Regions from separate parts of the Mus musculus genome. Here region 1 is linked to region 2. The links are chromatin contacts, called in public promoter capture Hi-C maps. All regions are on one chromosome and are shown on one strand. The core of a region is the stretch at or near the end of the contact, and the rest is flanking DNA. Distances in the headings are between cores, read along the strand shown.

Evidence for each region. Promoter capture Hi-C pulls out the DNA fragments that hold promoters and counts their contacts.
Region 1: a contact with region 2 is called in a promoter capture Hi-C map of liver, with 2.3 times the contacts expected there. The contact joins two enhancer-like sites. A contact is called at or near these places in 2 of 39 promoter capture datasets (hippocampal neurons and liver) and 1 of 15 datasets of contacts at CTCF or cohesin (embryonic stem cells).

What each region holds. Positions count from the first base shown.
Region 1 is chr6:30,210,169-30,216,353 of GRCm38.p6, reverse strand. Ube2h (ubiquitin-conjugating enzyme E2H) reads left to right here. Exons shown (of 7, transcript NM_009459.3): 7 at 1,271-5,065. The coding sequence ends at 1,395. Among named protein-coding and RNA genes, the nearest start is that of Gm31221, 35 kb to the right of the region's middle. Within about 2 kb of position 4,108, at least 26 of the 459 cell types and tissues checked have an H3K27ac peak or open chromatin away from gene starts, as enhancers often do. A contact at or near this core is called in liver, where this site is marked.
Region 2 is chr6:29,509,758-29,515,987 of GRCm38.p6, reverse strand. The region is part of intron 2 of Gm26627 (a long non-coding RNA gene); the gene reads right to left. Among named protein-coding and RNA genes, the nearest start is that of Kcp, 4.9 kb to the right of the region's middle. Within about 2 kb of position 2,402, at least 162 of the 459 cell types and tissues checked have an H3K27ac peak or open chromatin away from gene starts, as enhancers often do. A contact at or near this core is called in liver, where this site is marked.

The DNA of each region.
Region 1 (6,185 bases), core at 2,859-5,358, 700 kb before region 2:
GGATAAGCTGTCAGTGCTCTTAACCACTGAGCCATCTCTCCAACCTAAAAAGTACATTTTTAACCAGACATGGTGGTATATGCCTATAATCTCAGCATTTGAGAACTGTGGAAGAGGCAAAAAAGGTCAGAAGTTCTAATTATCCTTGGACTCAAGTTAGAACCATGAGCTCCCGACTAAAAAGAAAAAAAAAATCTTAATTACATTTGTTAAGGTTTTAAGGGCTCTGAGTCTCAGGTCTATAAACTTCGTTCAGAAAGAGCCTGAGTGTGGTGGTACACACCACATCCTCTCAGCACTGGAGGTACACTGGCAAGTTAGTGAGTACACCGTTGTTGTCTTCAGACATCCCAGAAGAGGTCTTCGGATCCCATTACAGATGATTGTGAGCCACCATGTGGTTGCTGGGAATTGAACTCAGGGCCTCTGGAAGAGCAGTCAGTGCTCCCAACAGCTAAGCCATCTCTCCAGCCTCCCTCATGGCAAGTTTTAAAGTTAGTCTAGTCACAGCAAGATCCAGACCTGCCAAGAATACACTGCTGTCTCACAAAACAAAACTGAAGAAACAGGGAAATGTTCCCACCCAGACCCAGTGCAGTCTGGTCAGCATCAGCAGACCTGTGTGATCTGCCTGCTCCTCAGCAGCTTCAACAGCACCACCCACAGCCTGAGGATGAGGGACCTGGGTCCAGCTTGTGCCCTGATGGGATTCCCACCACTGCCCTTCCGTCGTATGTGTTGGCCATTTACTTACACAGCGTGCTTTTAGGAACAAATGTGTTGTTTATTCAGCACTTCTTAAATTCTTTTTAACCAGCACTTTGGCCTAGGCTCTTGGGTGAGTGACCAAGGGTCTCTTCCATGACCCTGAGCCTCACATAGCAGCAGTTCCTGATGAGCAAACAGAGACCATTATCACTGTCTGCTTCCAAAGCCCAGGGGTCAGGCAGAACATTGTCGGGTGGGTGTCCTAATAAGTCACTGTGGAGTCACCACATTTCATTTCTGTCAGCGAGATAAGTCACTTTATTTTGATGGAAAGTAAACAGTGTTTATTGGGGCTGGAGAGATGGCTCAGCGGTTAAGAGCTCTGACCGCTCTTCTGAAGGTAAGAGTGTGGATTGCCCATTTCAACCTAGACAAGTCACTTCCTCTTCAGAGTCCCCCTTCTTTGCTTTTCGTTATTGTGACACTGGTGAGCAGGTGAGTTTGCACCTTGGGGTCACTGCGCTCACACCCTGTGTTTTCTTCACCCTACCCCTCTTTGCAGAGTACATCCAGAAGTACGCAACGGAAGAGGCCCTGAAGGAACAGGAAGAGGGCACTGGCGACAGCTCATCGGAGAGTTCTATGTCTGACTTCTCAGAAGATGAGGCCCAGGACATGGAGTTGTAGTAGAAAAGGCATCTGCTTTTCAGAAAGACTATTATTTCCTAACCATGAGAAGCAGACTCTAATATTCATATTTAAACAAAGCAATTTTTTTTATTACTAAACAAGGTTTTTATGAATAATAGCATTGATATATATATATTATATATCACCCTTTAGATCTTGATTTCTTGGTCATTTCTCAACCTGAGGTGCATAGCATATTCCCACATTCCATTTTGGTAGCAATATGCAGTCCGAATGCATGCATTCATAAGTCCATTTGGCCAAGTCAGCCTGTGTGCTACTGAACTGTCAAGAGATTGCCACTCTCATAGGTAAACATGAGGAAAACAGGAAAAGTTTGCTTCTTTTTATTGATGGTTCCAAAGAAACAAACCAAATCTACCAGCTCTTGGATGAAGATAGAACAGTGCTTTTCCAGAGTGGGAAGGAAGGGGTTGAGACGCGTGCTTTGAGAGCCTGTGAGGCTGCTCCGTCCTTGCCAGCTGCTCCCTAGTCCTGAGTGGTCCTTGGTGAGGAGCAGCAAGATGCAGCGAGTTGAGTGAGACTTAGGGCTTTTGATTTTTTTTTTTTTTTTTTTTGACTCGGATTTAAGTGCATTTTTCTAGGTAGACTCCTGCCCTCCTTGCTACCAGACCTGCAGCCACCTTGGTTTTGCCTTGGAGAACATTTGGGGAGCATTTCCTGAACCCATGTCTTTTGGGGGTACAGCTTGTCATCCAGCAGGAATTATTGAGCGAGCAGGACTGGAGGAGACGGGAATGAAGACACAAGAGTGACATCTGATCCTAGCACGGGGCCTGTTGATCCATTGCCTGGACTGAGCTGTGAAACTGGACGCGGTTTTGGTTTTTTGTTTTGTGTTTCTTTTTTCTTAATTTGTGTGAATTGTACCTAGACAGGTTACAGATTTAATTTTCACCTACCAAGGGACAGTCTCCTCCCTGGACAAGGCTCAGTGGACCATCAGATGGAGGAAGACTGGCCCCATTGCTTGAGCCCCTGTGCGACCCTTGACCTCCAGCCTTAGTTCTCCTGGAAGCTGCCAACTGCTTACGGGAGTGGGTAGATTGGGCGTCTGAGACCCAGAACATCCTAAATTTGCAATGGGTAACAGCTGAAACAAACGGAAGTTTTTGTACCAAAGTGGCCGGAGGTGGGGAAGAACTACTTTCGAGAATTGTTACGGAGGCAGGTTGAGGGGACACTTTGACCCTCCAAGGTAACAGCCAGTCAGATGGCTTGAGGTGCCTGGCCCATGCTGCCGGCTAAATGCCATCCAGTGTGCCCAGCAGTTTCAGACCTGACTCTGGAGGGAATTTGGAGACAGTGTAGACAGCAGCTCTGCTCTGTATTCTTTTTGACAAAACCAGAACAGTAGAAGTAGCCAATCGTAAGACCTGAAGACATTTTGAATGTCCCACTGGACTAACCTTTCTTTTGATGTGTGTTTTTAGTTTAGAAGTGCTATATTCCACAAGGGTTAAGTCAATGAGGTTGGAAGACACCTATCTTTTTTTTTAATTCAAAAAGCACAATCAGTCTTTCCTTTGAAAATCCATATAAAGTACAACTTTTAGCGTGATTATTTTCCTAAATACAAAGACAAATAATTTACTTATTTTATGTTAATTACGGGCATGAAGCAAAAGGTTTCTTTGGGGAACATGCAGTTTTGTAGTGCTGGGGTTGGTTCATGTCCTCTGGCACCCTGGCTTGTTGAAAGGTGGCTTTAGCTGTGTGCTGTGTACCTGCTTACGTGGCCTGCTGTCCTCTGTGTGATTAGGAGGGTTTCTGCTGGCCCTGCAGCTTGCTTCCCTGCGGATTAGGCCTTTGCTCATGCTATAGCCTTCATGTGGGTGCTACCTAGAGCAGGCGTGAACTGCTGGGTGGTGATTGTGAGTTCAGACAATAAAAAAAATGTATTTTTTTCAATACTGTATAAAAATAGTATTCTGATTACCTCCCCCTCAATAAAAAAAAAGTCCAGATAATTGCTTTTGATATTGATGGAAAAACTACAAAACAGACACAACAAACCAGAGCCAAGTTTGGGGAACGGGTGTGAGCAGCTCTGGCTCCTGACCCTCACCGGGTCCGCTTTGCCCCAGTGAAGAGACAGCATTCCTTCCTGTGCAGACCTGAGTGCAGAGTGTGTCCATCTCGGCGTATGGTGAAGGTGTCACTGGGTTCTGCAGCACTGGAGTTTCCATGACCGCTCCCACATCACCCCACCCTCGACTCTGGCACCAGTATGGTTCTATGCATGTTGCAGCTCTCTGGGCTGTGACTCTGTTAAGAAGGTTTGCCAGCTTTCTGGCCCTTCCCCGCTCCTAGTTACTAGATGACCATACTCATACTTGCAAAGGAGAGGAGAGAGTGCTAAAGCCTGGTTCTGACTGAGGGCTCTGCGTCCCTGCAGTAAACAGGTGAGATCTGCAGCAGGGCAGGGCTGCTTTAACAGGCAGGGGTGGCAGTAAGTCACAGCTGCTGCTGCTGTCGTCTGCCCGCCATTCAGCTAACCGTTCTGTTGAGGTCCTGCCTTGTGCTTTCCTAGTGGAAGCCGTCCTTTGCCCCCGTTGATGACTTGAGCCCTTGCCAAACAAACACCGATGAGTGAAGTGGCTGCAACTTGGCAGCCCCAAAACCTGCCACACCCCTGCACCCCTGGAAGCCCAGCACCGGGGCCAGCAGGCTGTGTTCCGTGCTTGCCAACCTAGACCCTGGCATTAGAAATTGTTTTGTCAGCAGTCTCTGCCCTCTCGAGAGAGATGAGCAGCCTCAACTGACGTTTCTATTAATGAGTTATCAGAAGTTGCAACATCTCTCCAGCACTAATGTGTTTTGTCCACTTCAAACGCTGTTCTAATTGCCAACCGGCTGCTCTAGGCTCCTGAGGAGTGTCCCTTCTCAAAGGAACTGCGCCCTGGAAAGGGCTCCCCGAAGTTCTAGGTGGCCTTGACCTGACACTTGCATTTTCTAGGCCACTCTTTGGGGTGGCTGAGAATCATGACAGACCCTCTGCCAGTCTCTAGTTTCTCTGGGTCAGGTTTCTGAGTACTGGCATTGGATTTTAAGCGGCATGTGACCCTTTGTGTTTTAGTGACTCAGAAAAGTCAAGCCATTTGCAAAAGTTAGCAGTTTGTTTTGTCAACTTGTAACTGGGTCATAGCCTTGCTGAGTGAAACCAACTCATTTCTGATTGGGCACAAAGAACTGCATTCTTTGGACGTGTGAATCCATGTTCCTCTTCCTCTGGCCACTGAACACCTCCACCAGCTCTTTGGGAATTGGATGGAAAGGCGGCCCCTGGGGGCCAGGGGTGTGCAGCTTCCCACTCACGGGAGGAGTGGCCAGGGCTCTTGGTTTAGCAATTACACAGCTCTAGGTGCGGGAAGAAATGGCCTTTAATTACTGATTGTATTTGGTACATATTGTGTGATACTTGAAGAGATAAAAGGGACTTACCAGCCCTTAATTGAAATCTAAGCTTTTTACCGCTTTCCCCTCCTTGCCCTCTCTCCTCCCTTCTGCCCTCCTTGCATTGTGATGATCTAGTGGGCATGTCTGTCACCTGGACAATTGCCTCTTCTGACTATAACCTCTTAATAGTTGTGTATAATGAAAACTGTAAACTTTTTTAAATAAAATGTGTATATACCTTGGCAAATGGCTGAACTTGATCTATCACAGCTGCCCCACGCACATCCAACACAACCAAGGGCAAATCAGGATAGTATGTCACTCTCGGGCAGCAATAACCAAGGGGGCCCGCCCGCAGATGGATGGCTGAGGTGTGAGCATCACAGCTGTCCCTGCAAAGCCCAGATGGGTTGGTCTCCTCGTCCTCTCTGAGGGTGTGAACTTGGTCTGAACTTGATGGTCACTGTCTGGACTGCCTGTGTGCCCAATGATAACTTCCCTGAGGAACCAAACCCTGCCTTTCAATTCCATTACAGCTCACATGCACTAACCAGCCAGCAGGTGGCAGTACCGTCCAGTCTCCTGAGCTGTCAGAGGACCTGAGACAAGGGTTTATTGTTAAGTAGGCATAGTGATGCTGTCTCCACGAGACAGCTTCATATCTGCCTGTTAACAGAAATTTGGCAAGAGGAAGCAGGTCAGGCACCAGACACCTGGGACTGTCCCTTGAATAAGGTAGAGCAATGAGGCACTCCTGAAACAGCAGTTCAACATGTGGTCCTCACTAGCCCCTTACCCAAAGGCCTGGAAACCAGAGCTATTGAATCCCGTAGGAGCTGGGCTACTTAAGTTCCAGCCCCTGTACCCTTCAGTCCTTGGCTAAACAATGAAGTCTGCAAGTCTTCCTTGCAGACCTGATTCAATACCATAGCCCCTTTAAAGGCTACTTGGAACACTAAGGTCCTAATACAGGTTTGGAGTTTTTAGACCCAAGAGACTTTGGGAGTTCATAGAACCCATTTTTGACTGAACTGGGAAATGTGGGTAACAGCCCCAGGAGGAGTCCACAGCAATCTCACCCTCAGCAGCCCTCTGGGTGTCAAAACCTTGTCCTCCTTTCCTGAGGCATGGCTCCTTTTCCAGGAGAGGGGGTTTCTAAAGTTTGTGATTTTAGACAGTTGGGGTCCCAGAGGTTGTACTTATGTATTAGTTAGGGTTTTACTGCTGTGAACAGACACCATGACCAAGGCAAGTCTTATAAAAAAACATTTAATTGGGGCTGGCTTACAGGTTCAGAGGTTCAGTTCATTACCATCAAGGTGGGAACATGGCAGCATCCAGGCAGGCATGGTGCAGGAGAAGCTGAG
Region 2 (6,230 bases), core at 1,153-3,652:
AGCTAAAACGTCCCGTTAGATTGGGGAAAGGACTTGGTTTTCACTGCTTCCTGTCAGCACTGGACTAGAAGTCTCAGTTAATACAGCAAGACGAGGAAAAGACAGACGACATTCACAAAGTGAGGAGAAGATAGAACAGTCCCCGCCTGCAGATGATGCAACTGTCTATGTATTAAATGTGAAACTCTTTTTTAAAAAACTAGAATTATAACTGCTGATGAGGTAGGATAGAAAGGCCAGGAAAATCATGTGGAAATGAGAAGGGGCCAGAAGATCCCCACCCCGGATCCAGCTGAAGTCTTTGCCAGCAGCAGGGGAAAATTCCAACACAATTAGCAGCTACTTGAGACTGTCTCCCTCCCCAGCCACGAGCCTGCCATTTTCTAGGAATCTTACCAAAACCTCCCATTTACAAGGAAAAGATGTGTCTAAAACTCCTTAAATACCCACCCCCTCCCTAGTGGCTTCTGGCTACCTTATCAGGTCACAATTTCAGCAAGCCATCTCATGTGTCTTTTATTCTGTGAGAAAGAGAAGGGGAAGATGGTTTAGCCACCTTTTGAGATGTGGCTTGAGAGTCAATTAATAACCTATATGGCCAGTGCTAAGACAGATAACTACTTATGTTTTTTTTGGAGAAGCCTGTTAAACCGTATTGAACATGTCTCTCCTCAGGTCTGACTTCTGGGGCCCCAATCAGTCATCCAGGGTTAGGGATGAGAGGAACCACTGAATTTACGATTCCCCACCTCATCCTTGGACTTAGGGGCAATAGGAGGTGAGGCCCCTAACATGTCCATCCAGGAAGGGGCAGAGATAGCAAAGACCTTTGGGAGTTCACCCAGCACAGTGCCAGAGTCCCCAACAGAGGGGGATTAAGTTGTGTTGGGGAGCTGGAGAGAGTCACAGAGACAAACCTACTGACTCCTGAGAATTTTAGTAATGCATTCAAGTTGCCTTATTGGTTTTTTTTAAAGATTTATTTATTTATTATAAATATATACACACTGTACTTACATATAATACTGTCAGTGTCTGAAGACACCCCAGAAAGGGGGCGTCAGATCTCATTACAGGTGGTTGTGAGCCACCATGTGGTTGCTGGGATTTGAACTCAGGACCTTCAGAAGAGCAGTCTTAACCGCTGAGCCATCTCTCCAGTCCCTGCTTTATTGTTAAAATATAAACTACTAGCCGGGTGTGGTGGTGCACGCCTTCAATCCCAGCACTCGGGAGGCAGAGGCAGGCAGATTTCTGAGTTCGAGGCCAACCTGGTCTACAAAGTGAGTTCCAGGACAGCTAGGGCTATACAGAGAAACCCTGTCTCGAAAAAAAAACCAAAAAAAAAAAAAAAAACTGCTAGCTGAATATGGTCTTTAACTTAGTCATAATTACAGTGAAGAATACAGATTCTAGATGTGTTAGCCTATTACAGGTACTCCATAGCACCACACGGTCACCTGGTGACATAGCCCAGATACAGAACATATCCACCAACACCAGAAGTTCCACTGAATCACCCAGGAGGCATTGGAGAGTCTGAGAGTGGGGCCTGAGGGCCAAGAATGAGATAGTGAAGGGAAGACACTTAGCGGACAGCCGCATTCCCACCCCTCCAGTCCTGTCCTGTTACCACTTAGCAGCTAAGAGATTTAAATTCCAGTGAGTCTCCAGTGGCCAGTCAAAAGAGACTGGGAAGATAGTGAGATGAACCAAGTCTGACACCCGAGTTTAATCCCAGGACCCATGTGATGGAAAGAGAGAACTGATTTCTAAAAGTTCTCTGATGTCCACGTGTGTGACATGGTGCATACATGTCCCCACCAATAAATGAATAACTATTTAAAAAGAGGAGCTAGTGGACTGGAGAGATGGCTCAGCGGTTAAGAGCACTGACTGCTCTTCTAGAGGGGCTGAGTTCAATTCCCAGCAACCACATGGTGGCTCACAACCATCTGTAATGGGATCTGATGCTCTCTTCTGGTGTGTCTGAAGACTTCTACAGTGTACTTACAATATAAAATATAAGTAAATAAATCTTTTTTTTTAAAGAGAGGGAGAGGGAGAGGGAGGGGGAAGGAGGGGGAGGAGAAGGGGGAGGGAAACAGACCTGCCTGGCCTCCTGGGCTGGTGAAGCTCTCTTCTTTGGTTTTAGAATAGAAGGCTTGGAGATCATTGCCAGCTCTAAAATATGCCCACCCACCAGGGTTGGCTACAATGTGAACTTCAGCAAAACTACATTGTTCTCTCACAAAAGCAAGCAAAACAAAACAAAAGCCCCCCAAAACAAACAAACACAAGCACATTTCTAAGATCCCAGCAGGTTGTAGGTGCTAGAGAAGTGCAGTCCTAATTGTATTGTCCTGTGGGCAGTGACCCGTCAGGAGCTCAGACTTTGATCCTTGACACAGCCCCTGGAGTTCAAGAGAGTGGACCGGAAGCCTGCACTGCTTCAGAGAAGCCGGAAGCTCAGCCGTGGGGAGCGCAGCCATAAAGAGAAAGCTCTGTGATGAACTCCAGCTGACGGCCTTTAGTTCCCCAGCCGTTTCTGCTGGATGTGTCTGGGTTGATGACGCATGCGCCCTCTCTGCTCTCATTTGTGCTTCGAAGCCTCACCCCAGCGGACACTCTGTTCTGCCCCAGACCCTCCCTCTCAGGAACTCCAGCTGATAGCCTCAACAGGACTTCCCCACCTCCACCTCCACCTCCCCCCAGCCCCACCCCCACCTCCGCTGATCTCTTCTATTGATTAGTCTATCTACTTACTTAAACTTACTCATTCAAAATGGACAAACAAACAGAAAAAAGGCCACTCTAGACCATTTTCCAGACTGCATAGCACAAAACTGGCATAGTAGGTAGTCGCTCCAAGATGCCATTTCTTATAAAAAACGAAAGAGGACTTACAGGACGATGGAAAGGCTGGTGGTGCCGGGAGTGATGGAGCCCATGACACCCAGTGTCCTGTGCATCAACTGCTGAGATAACAAGGGGACCGGGTCTTGTGCTCCTGCAACCCTGCAGTGATGGAGTCAACATTAGAGACTTTGGGATCTCTGTGCACTTTCTTTTCTGGTTTTTCTTGTTTACGAAGACTGTTCATTGATCAAGGTCACTGCCATCTCCATGGGCTTTTGCTAGAATGTAAAACTTCCTCTGTATATGAGACCACAGGGGGAGACAAGAAAACAGGGGCAGGTGCAAGAATCCAAGCAATGAAAAGATTTACCTGAGACCTGCATAAGGGGAAAAAATAAAATATACCTATAAAACAAGGTACAAATAATAAACTATTTTTAAAAGACAAGAGTTCTAAAAAGGCAATAAAGTCTTCATAATTAACTAACTTCTGGTTGCATTTGTCCCCAAAGGGATTAAATCAATAGATCAGAAGTGCCCTTTAAGGTCACATGAACGTTTTAAGGTCTGGATGTCCTGCTTGTTATATTGGGAAGTTGTAGTGTGTTGTTGGAGCTCTCTGGGATGTTGGCTGTGGAAACAGGGTTATGTTGCTCCCCACAATGCCTGGTTTCCAACCCAAGCATGTCAAGTGACTCTCCAGGGCCCTTGTCTGGGATGGGCTGCCCCACCTGTAAGTTGACCGGGAAGAAAGAGAAAGCAAAACAGGCCAGAGTTAGAACACTGTGCCTGGGGCAACCCATTTCCAACAGAGTTTCCTTCCCACGGTTTGTCCCAGGGCATAAAGGTGCCACCAAGGCAAGCTTGATCAGGAACTGCAGACGACTGCCTTAGCCTCCCCAGAGGTTTCTGCTGAGTGTTTGTACGCCTCTGATTGGGTGATGTTTCTGCTTGTCATTTGTTCTCATACTTGGAAGCTTCATCCTTGGGGACATTCTGCTTGCTTGGGGCTCTCTCGGGAACTCCAGCTTGCTGCCTCTGCAGGGTTTGCCCGGGACATTTCTGCCAGATGATTTGAGTACCTGGTTTGATATTTTGTTCGTCCTCTCTATGTCATGTATTAATACACTTAATACACTTACTTATTCAAAACCAAAAGATGCTATTGTAGATCATTCTCAGGATGAGGCATTGATACCAACCAGGGGGTGAGTGCTTATTTATTCTGCCCTGCGGCCCTGCAGAGATGCTCTGTGCGACTAGATGATCAGTGGCTGCTCTCTACAGCAACCTGTCTGGCTCACCATCCTTCCCTCTTTCACTCCTTGTATCAGAGATTCTATTTCCTGGGATCACATGCCAAAATAATTTTGCTTGTAGGTCTTTGTCTTAGTCTCTGCCTTCAGAGGACTCAGGGCAAAACAATCCTTGCAACCACACTGACAAAGGTTTTTAATTATTTAAAAACAGGCACAAGGGCTGGAGAGATGGCTCAGCGGTTAAGAGCACTGACTGCTCTTCCAGAGGTCCTGAGTTCAAATCCCAGCAACCACATGGTGGCTCACAACCATCTGTAATGGGATCTGGTGCCCTCTTCTGGTGTGTCTGAAGGCAACTACAGTGTACTTATATATAATAAATAAATAAGTCTTAAAAAAAATAAAATAAAAAAATAAAAACAGGCACAAAACATAGCCTTGGTTGGCTTAGAAATTGCTGTGGGGACCAGGCTGCCTGAAACTCAAGAGATGCAACTACCTCTGCCTTCCAAGTCCTGGGATTAAAGATGCATGTCACCAGTCTGATTTAACAGACTACTTTTATATTCCCATTTCACAGAGGAGGAGCCTGAGATGAGAAGTTTCAGCATCTACCAAGACCACTTGAAAGGTAAGGAGTAGGCCCACCGGGCACAGGGGTTCTGTGAGGAAGGGAGCAGGGATGGAGTGCTAGGGACCTGACATTGAGCTCTGACCCTGTGCCTTACACGCAATAGGACTTTGAACAGCTTACTCAGGATGTATCAGGTGGTTCATGGGTGACAGAGGGGCAGAGGCACCCACAATGCATGATTGGAATACAGATTAGAGACCATGAGAAAAGTGGCACAGGCCAGGAATCATAAGATGCTTGCCTCTTCCAGGTATGTATGTATTTATGTACGTATGTATGCATGCATGTATGTGCTGGCTGGTTTTGTGTGTCAACTTGACACAGGCTGGAGTTATCCCAGAGAAAGGCACCTCAGTTGAGGAAATGCCTTCATGAGATCCAGCTGTAAGGCATTTTTCTCAATTAGTGATCAAGGGGAAAGGCCCCTTGTGGGTGGTGCCATCCCTGGGCTGGGAGTCTTAGGTTCTGTAAGAAAGCAGGCTGAGCAAGCCAGGGGAGGCAAGCCAGTAAGGAACGTCCTTCAGTGGCCTCTGCTCCTGCTTCCTGGCCTGCTTGAGTTCCAGTTCTGACTTCCTTTGGTGATGAACTACAGTGTGGAAGTGTAAGCTGAATAAACCCTTTTCTCCCCAACTTGCTTCTTGGTCATGATGTTTGTGCAGGAATAGAAACCCTAAGACAGTGTGTGTATGTGTGTGTGTGTGTGTGTGTGTGTGTGTGTGTGTGTGTGTGTGTATGTATGTATTTGTGACAGAGTTCCTCTGTGTAGCCCTGGTTGTCTTGGAACTCAGTTTGTAGACCAGGCTGACCTCAAACTCACAGAGATCTGGTGGCTTCTGCCTCCAGAGTGCTGGAATTAAAGGTATGCACCACCACGGCCTGGCTAGGATTAATATTTTCAATCCACACAAATAGTTTCTGAGGAAGGCAATTAGAGGTTAGGGCCAAAGATGAGAAATTGGCTACTGTGGGCTGGTGGGATGGCTCAGCAGAGTAAATGGCTTACAGTGAAAAGGGTGATGACCCAAGTTAGGTCTGCAGAGGAGGGAGAATCCTGGAATCACCCTCTTAGGTCCACATACATGCTGTGGCGCTGAGGCACGCACGGGCCCAAACACCGCCAACCTGCTCCCCCAACACTAATAAATACAAGAGACAGAAATCAGCCACTGAAAGTGACGCCTCTTGTCTGAGATCACACAGAATTAAGCAATAGGCCAGACTCCGACTGAGGCCTGGCAACCTTGTTCCTGACCAGTCTGCCATCCTAACCCGCTTTGCAAGAGGCTCCCAGGTGACAGAAACAATGTTCCTGCTGGAGATGTGGCTCAGTTGAAAGAGTCCTTGCATGCATGAAGCCCTGGGTTCCATCTGGAACCCTGAATATAATCTTCATGGTGGTAAGTTCCTGTAACCTCAGACCTCAGGAGGCAGAGAATCAGAAGCCCAAGTTCGCCCTTGGCTACCTATGGACTTTGAGG